Linked DNA regions of Sus scrofa: region 2 is linked to region 1. Evidence: chromatin contacts called from public HiChIP or PLAC-seq data. All regions are on one chromosome and are shown on one strand. The core of a region is the stretch at or near the end of the contact, and the rest is flanking DNA. Distances in the headings are between cores, read along the strand shown.

Region 1 (3,206 bases), core at 506-3,005:
CAAGTTCAATCAGTTCAACAGGTGTTAGTAGGCCAGTCATGTGTGAGCATTAGACAAGGGGTGAAATGACGGCTGCAAAAAGAACTCAGGGGGACATAATTATAGCTACAAACACAGCAGCGACTTTTAATAGTCATAAAAGAAAACTAGGGAGTTCCCGTCGTGGCGCAGTGGTTAACAAATCCGACTAGGAACCATGAGGTTGCAGGTTCAGTCCCTGCCCTTGCTCAGTGGGTTAACGATCCGGCGTTGCCGTGAGCTGTGGTGTAGGTTGCAGATGCGGCTCGGATCCTGCGTTGCTGTGGCTCTGGCGTAGGCCAGTGGCTACAGCTCCGATTAGACCTCTAGCCTGGGAACCTCCATATGCCGCGGGAATGGCCCAAAGAAATAGCAAAAAGACAAAAAAAAAAAGAAAAGAAAAGAAAACTATAAGCAACTTTATGCCATCATTGAAAGCGATACAGAATGGATAATATGCTAGAAAAATAAGCATTATCAAAATTGCCTCCAGAATCAATTAAAACCCTGTAATAACTATTAAGAACAATTTTTTACCTGAGGTTGCTTACCAGATAAAATAAGCAAAACCATCAGGTCATATCACTAAGTGCAAATTAGAAAACAAAGGAAAAAACTACTAGCAGAGGAGGAGCAAAACGGGGCACCCATAACCTGGTAAGGGCCAAGAAGAGGCCTGCCATCACGTTGGGAGGTCTGATGAGAACAACTCTACTTCCCAAATTTTAAGGGGGAAAGTGACTACACGTGCAGTCAGGTCAGCATTCCAACAAATCCTGGATTCCATCAAACACTAAGGAAGACCTTAATGTCATTTTTCAAATGGAAAGTCTAACTATCTCCAGTTTTCTTTAATATTCTGTTTTGTATATGTCATTTGTGAATCTAATCCTCATGATTTGTTTTCAATCCATACTCCATCTTGAGATACTTATTTCCTCAAGTTTACTCTCTGGTATATAAGAGAGCTCTTCATTCTAAACCCAACTCACAAAATTCCTAGAAGCACTTGCACCTCACCCTCAATTCTAGAATGATGGAATTGGAAGAATTTCTCCAAGATCGCATTTTAATCACCTCAATTACATCCTCCTCCCCTGCATTGTGCTCTAAGGAACGAGTGTTTGGAGTACACTGCTCTAAATCCAGATACTTCTTTTTTTTTTTTTTTTCCTTTTGGATACTTCATTGTTGTTAATGAACAGAAACACACAGAGCATTTATCTTGGGTGTGCATAAAGCCTGGTTTTGTACAATGGCAAGAAAACATGCTGTTTCCACACTCTTCCAAAGAATACCTAGTATATCACTGATGTCTTATTGATGTTCTTAACACAGTATCTATAGAGGATCAACATTTACAGCAGCTTAGAGATTCTTATTCTAGTTGTAACTAAATTCAGGACTCCTCCGTTAATAAATGAAATTCATCTGATTTTTCCCGAAATAGAAAACTATCCCACAATCCGTTTACTCAGGTTTTGCTCAGTCATTATCTGCAATCGAATTTTTTCCTGGGGTATTTCATTACTCAAAAAACCTCAAAGTTGACTGTACAATCCCCTTTTATACCATTTATAAAAATATGAATTGAGATTAGTCCAGGCACCACCAATTCCTTGGAAATCCATCAAAAAAAAAACTGAAACGAAAAAAACTTTTTCCTCTACAGAGAAGTGACAGTTCACAGCCAACATTTACTTCCTGTTTCAAAGCCAATGTGACTTCATGAATAAAGATTTCTCCTTCATTTTACAGGAAAACAAAAAACTTTATCACTTTCAGATTAGAACCTTGAAAGGTTTTGTAAAGTTTACATAAATTATCTTCACTGTTTCTCTCTTAACAACACGCTACAATAATCCCCTTAAGTAACTCCAGTTTACCAGACAGGCTTTTCTTTGGTAAAACCAGATTCAATTAATTTTTTCCTCCAAACGCCAGAACATGAAGAAGGGAAAAAAACTAGCCAACACAGGCCTTTCTGTGACCCCTCTAACAAACTTTCTTATAATGGGACATATATTGACAACCAATCTTTATATTAAGACAACTAGAATAAAGGGTAAGAGGTTATACATTCTAGCCAACAACTCTATGTAGTAGCTCTACCATCCATCTTTGGCAAACTACTGAGCAAATCACTGTCAAGTGACTGACTATATTTGTTTGCAAAGTAGCCCAAGAATATTCTTTCAAAGTTTTGCTTCTAATTTTATTTTATTTTTTTAATTTTTTTGTCTTTTTGCCTTTTTCTAGGGCTGCTCACACGGCACATGGAGGTTCCCAGGCTAGGGGTCTAATCGGAGCTGTAGCCGCCAGCATACGCCAGAGCCACAGCAACGCGGGATCCGAGCCGCGTTGGCAACCTACACCACAGCTCATGGCAACGTTGGATCCTTAGGCCAAGGATCAAACCTGCAACCTTATGGTTCCTAGTCAGGTTCATTAACCACTGAGCCAGGACGGGAACTCCTGTTTCTAATTTTAAATAAAATTTTAGATAGAGCCCATCTAAATATATCCCTATTTTTTCATCCCTGAGTATGTAATTTACATACGAACGTTACCCAGTTCCAACCAGTTCAGAAGTACTATCAAATCTTTACCTGGGCTTTTTGACTCTCAAGGGCTTATTTGGGTTCATTTTTAATCTTTACAAGTAATTCTTTGATTTAATTTTGGCCCACATTAATTTCTAATTTACATCTTGTACATTATACTATCTTAACTGGGCCATGTTTGTTTTTCTTTTTAAGATAGCTATCTTCTACAATCAGTGCTTTTTCTAATTTTTAAAAGGTCATGAACCATTTCATAAGGACAGGTGTAAGCTCTTCTCTAAATGTTTGATAGAATTTGCCTGTGAAGCCATCTGGTCAATTCTCCAAAGAAGACATACAGATGGCAAAAAACACAAGAAAAGATGTTCAACATCACTAATTATTAGAGAAATGCAAATCAAAACTACTATGAGGTACCACCTTACTTACATCAGCCAGAATGGTTGTCATCAAAAAGTGTACAAACGATGTTCCCATTGTGGCACAGCAGAAACGAATCTGACTAGTAACCATGAGGTTGTAGGTTCAGTTCCTGGCCTTGCTCAGTGGGTTAAGGATCCGGCGTTGCCGTGAGCTGTGGTATAGGTCAAAGACAGAATCCGTGAAGCTCGGATTCTGTGTTGC
Region 2 (3,651 bases), core at 22-2,521, 140 kb before region 1:
CTCTGATTGATTGTTGGGTGGCTGGGACACACAGAGAGAAGGAAGGGTTCAGATCTGACTTTATGCATTGACCCTGAACCTTAGCTGACTGTCAGTGAAACCCAGGTGGCCTGCACAGAACTGTCAGCAGAGTGGAAGCCAGAGTTCTCTGGCCCCAGAAAAATTTTACTTTCTTTAAATGACCCTGTTAGGGGAGCATATTCATAACTAATCCCCCACCTCCCCCCATAGCTTTCCATTTGAAGGAAGAGCTCATTGTATGAAGATCTGAGCAAAGGTGAGGAAAAAAGGTGCCTTTCTTCTGCATGTGGGAAAGATATTTACTGAATTCGTACCAAACACTTACTGTGACAAGTACTTGCCGAGAGTGTGCACATAGCTCATGATTTCTTCAACAACTATGCAACCTAATGTTGTGACTGCTAAATTCTATATGAGGAAACCGAGTCTCACAGAGAGAAAATAATTTGTCCAGGTTTGCAAAGTTTGTAAGAGACAGAACCAAGATTCAGACCTTGCTTCTGCCTGAATTGACTGTAAGGTTCTTGCTCTTTCTTAAAAACAATTTATTAAATAAGCAATATTCTTAAAATATTAGATTGGTGGAGAAGTTAAAAGTATGTACTTGTAATTTTCATTTCTGTTTCCCTTTTCAAAACACATTAGTTTTCCAATTAATAGGGACATTATTTTAAGAGTAAGACGTGATTGGGTGTTTACTGTTGTGGCTTCATGGGTGGTTGTGGCATGCAACCTTATGATTAAACTCACAGCGAAAGTATGGCAGAGTCCCAGCATGACACATCTTAACGTGTTTTATGGTTTGAAGGGGGGAATAACCAAAGTTTTGCAAAACCGTAAAACCTTGTGCAAGACCTTGAGAGTAAAACATACATGTACTACTGTTTCAAAGTGTGAAAATACTAACAGGCAAGGTTCAAAAAACAGAACCATTCAAAAATCTTTAGAAACACAACCTAAGAAGCTTAATGATTTTTCCACTGCCATGATACGGGCGCCTAGAAATGTAGCAAATTCAACGCACTGTAACCTGGAACCAATAATTTCTCCTAATAATTTTAGGAATATTGTTTTATCCCTTTGCTGATACCAAAAACGAAGAAGATACGAAATTGAGATTAAACCGAATTATCGATAACTGGTGAATCTCGAAGGGAACACAAGGAAGAGGAAGGAGACGAAGGAGACTGGGACAGGCACTGAGGGGAGAAACTCCGAGGATGCCGCATGTTACGATGATGTAAGTTATGGTATTTCCCTATCAAAACCAGGAAATACTACTTTTCAGAGTAGGCTAGTGTCAGGAACTGCATTGGGTATGCTTACATGTATATTTTTAAGTTCTTAGAAGGCAGACCTATACTTACAGAACTGTTTTATATAAAACTTAGCTCAATATTTTCTATTTGAAAATGGAAAACGTCATGATGAAAACATGCAAATAGGTAGCTAGGATGTTTACGACAGAGGGGTGGGCAAAGTTTCAGGCTCACATAGCTATATAAACAAAGACAATGTTTTTCTAAAACCTGCCTCTTTTAAATGTTATATAAAAGGCAGATAAAAAGTAATCTGAACTCTAAGAAGATGCGCTCAAAAACAGATTACAGGAGATAATAATCTCCTCAGCCCTGAAGGGGAGCAGTGTACGAATACTTCAGGAGCATATATTGGCCCTGAGCAGCAAGATGCTGTTCATACTTGCCTAACTCAGATTTTTTTTTGGCACCATAACGTCCACTGTGTTTTTTAAAATATTATTTTCTTAAATTTTTTCTGTAGGCAAAAATGTCAAAGAAGAGAGGCAGAAAATGATCTTAGGGGGAAAAAAAAAAAGAAAACTCCAGGAAGAAAGCTGTCATGTTGGGTGTTTCAACTTCACAAAAGAATTCTGACTAAAGGTTGAGCCTTTCAAATCTCCTGTCATTCAGGATATGAAACTCTAATTTAGTGGCCAGTTGAGGCTCAGACTTAAATATGCTGACGAGTTGAAACGGGAGGTGGTTTACTTCCTTACTTCTGGTTTCCATCCTCAGCTGCCTCCTCAATGGCAAATCATGACAGTCACTTGCTGTGTAACGTATAAGAATTCCGAGGCAGGGAGAAGAGTCGGGGACACCTTGTCCAAGTTCTACTGGGTGAAAACGTCCACCCCCCTGTCTCAACTTGGCCTCCTCCATCTTTAGGGAGCTGCTGCGTTTCATACAGAGCCTATTTATAAACCACTGCAAGCGATACCTGCATTCATCTTGCACTGTGACATCATCTTCTCATCAATAATTTAAGCAGAAGAAATGGATTAAAGGCACTCTGGAGGGATTGCTCACACATGCAAACACTGAAGCCAACTAAACTCTCCAAAATATTAATTCTTACCTTGTTCTTTGATCTGACGAATTTGCTTCACAGTTTCTTTTAAGATTGCACATTTGTCAGGTTTGAAGTTAAAGTTGTCTATATCGTTAAAATTCGCAAAAATCAGCTCTGCAAGTTCTTCAATGTATTTATTTTCCTGTTCACGATTACGTTTCTCAGTGCTCCTCTTGGGGCTGTTATGAAAAAGAGAAGCATGTTAAACAAGTTCTAATACCAAGATAGCAAGCAAAAGTTACTTAGAGAAACAAGGAAGTCCTACGGAGAAAAAAACCCCGTATTTTCCCTGTTACCTGTTTTTTGAAATCAAACTTACCCCAGTTCGTAATTATACAGTTACTTGTGTGATCATTTGTCTCCTGTGTTTAAACATCTCCCACCGGTCTATAAGCTTCACAGTGACAAGGATCAGGATGATCTGCTCATCACTGTGCTGCATGCAACACATGGTACAAACAGGCATCAAATTTACTGGTGAATAAAGAAGACTTAGAAACATAAGCGAGTTCCCGCTTATAAAGATTTATTTCAATTTTAGTAAAAGAAGAAAGGGAAGTGAACCTAGTTGTAAGAGTAATAAATAAACTTCAATGATTTTTGATAAAGCATAAGAAATAATGAAAACAAATCTTTGTAATTTCGCAGACTTCTTTAGGATGTTAATAATCAAATCTAACAGACTTTTAAGATAATGTTAACAACCACAGCATAGCTAGAAACAAAAGTGAAACTGATCCAGGGTCTTTGTCCAAGCTGAATAATAGGCAAAATGTAAACAAACTGTCCAAATTCAACTTTTAAAACATTAAAACATTAATGGAAGGGAGGGAAAAATAAGACTTGGCAAGATCTTCTCATGTGAATTTGACAAAACAGCAAACTCCAAAGTTCCCTTTGATAATCACAGCATTCAATTTTTTTCTCAAGTACGATAGAGAGCTCACTCAATGACATTCAAACAATACAATAAATAGGAAAAGCAATGTGTTTACGGTAGCAGCTTTCTGTATTCTTTTCGTTTAAAATTTTTTGGCCACAACTGTGGCATGCAAAAGCTCTATGGTCAGGGATTGAACCCGAGCCACAGCAGTGATGCCACATCCTTAACCACTAAGCTACCAGGGAATGCCACTGTATTCTTAATATGTAATTATTTGTATGTAATAACAATTTATAAAATTTTGTGATTTGTAATAGAGGTTCATGTTTGCCTCTAAATAGCAGCTTTATTTTCACAAACTAATAAACCTAAGACAG

What was found. HiChIP or PLAC-seq counts read pairs in DNA pulled down with a chosen protein or histone mark.
Region 2: an H3K27ac HiChIP or PLAC-seq map of alveolar macrophages shows a contact between it and region 1. The contact joins two enhancer-like sites. A contact is called at or near these places in 1 of 47 Hi-C or Micro-C datasets (fibroblasts) and 1 of 2 datasets of contacts at active chromatin or transcription factors (alveolar macrophages).

Annotation. Positions count from the first base shown.
Region 1 is chr4:65,006,225-65,009,430 of Sscrofa11.1, reverse strand. All of the region lies in intron 1 of NCOA2 (nuclear receptor coactivator 2), which reads right to left. Among named protein-coding and RNA genes, the nearest start is that of NCOA2, 54 kb to the right of the region's middle. Within about 2 kb of position 1,755, at least 2 of the 83 cell types and tissues checked have an H3K27ac peak or open chromatin away from gene starts, as enhancers often do. A contact at or near this core is called in alveolar macrophages, where this site is marked.
Region 2 is chr4:65,141,926-65,145,576 of Sscrofa11.1, reverse strand. NCOA2 (nuclear receptor coactivator 2) reads right to left here. Exons shown (of 23, transcript NM_001114275.1): 4 at 2,398-2,570. Among named protein-coding and RNA genes, the nearest start is that of PRDM14, 130 kb to the left of the region's middle. Within about 2 kb of position 1,271, at least 4 of the 83 cell types and tissues checked have an H3K27ac peak or open chromatin away from gene starts, as enhancers often do. A contact at or near this core is called in alveolar macrophages, where this site is marked.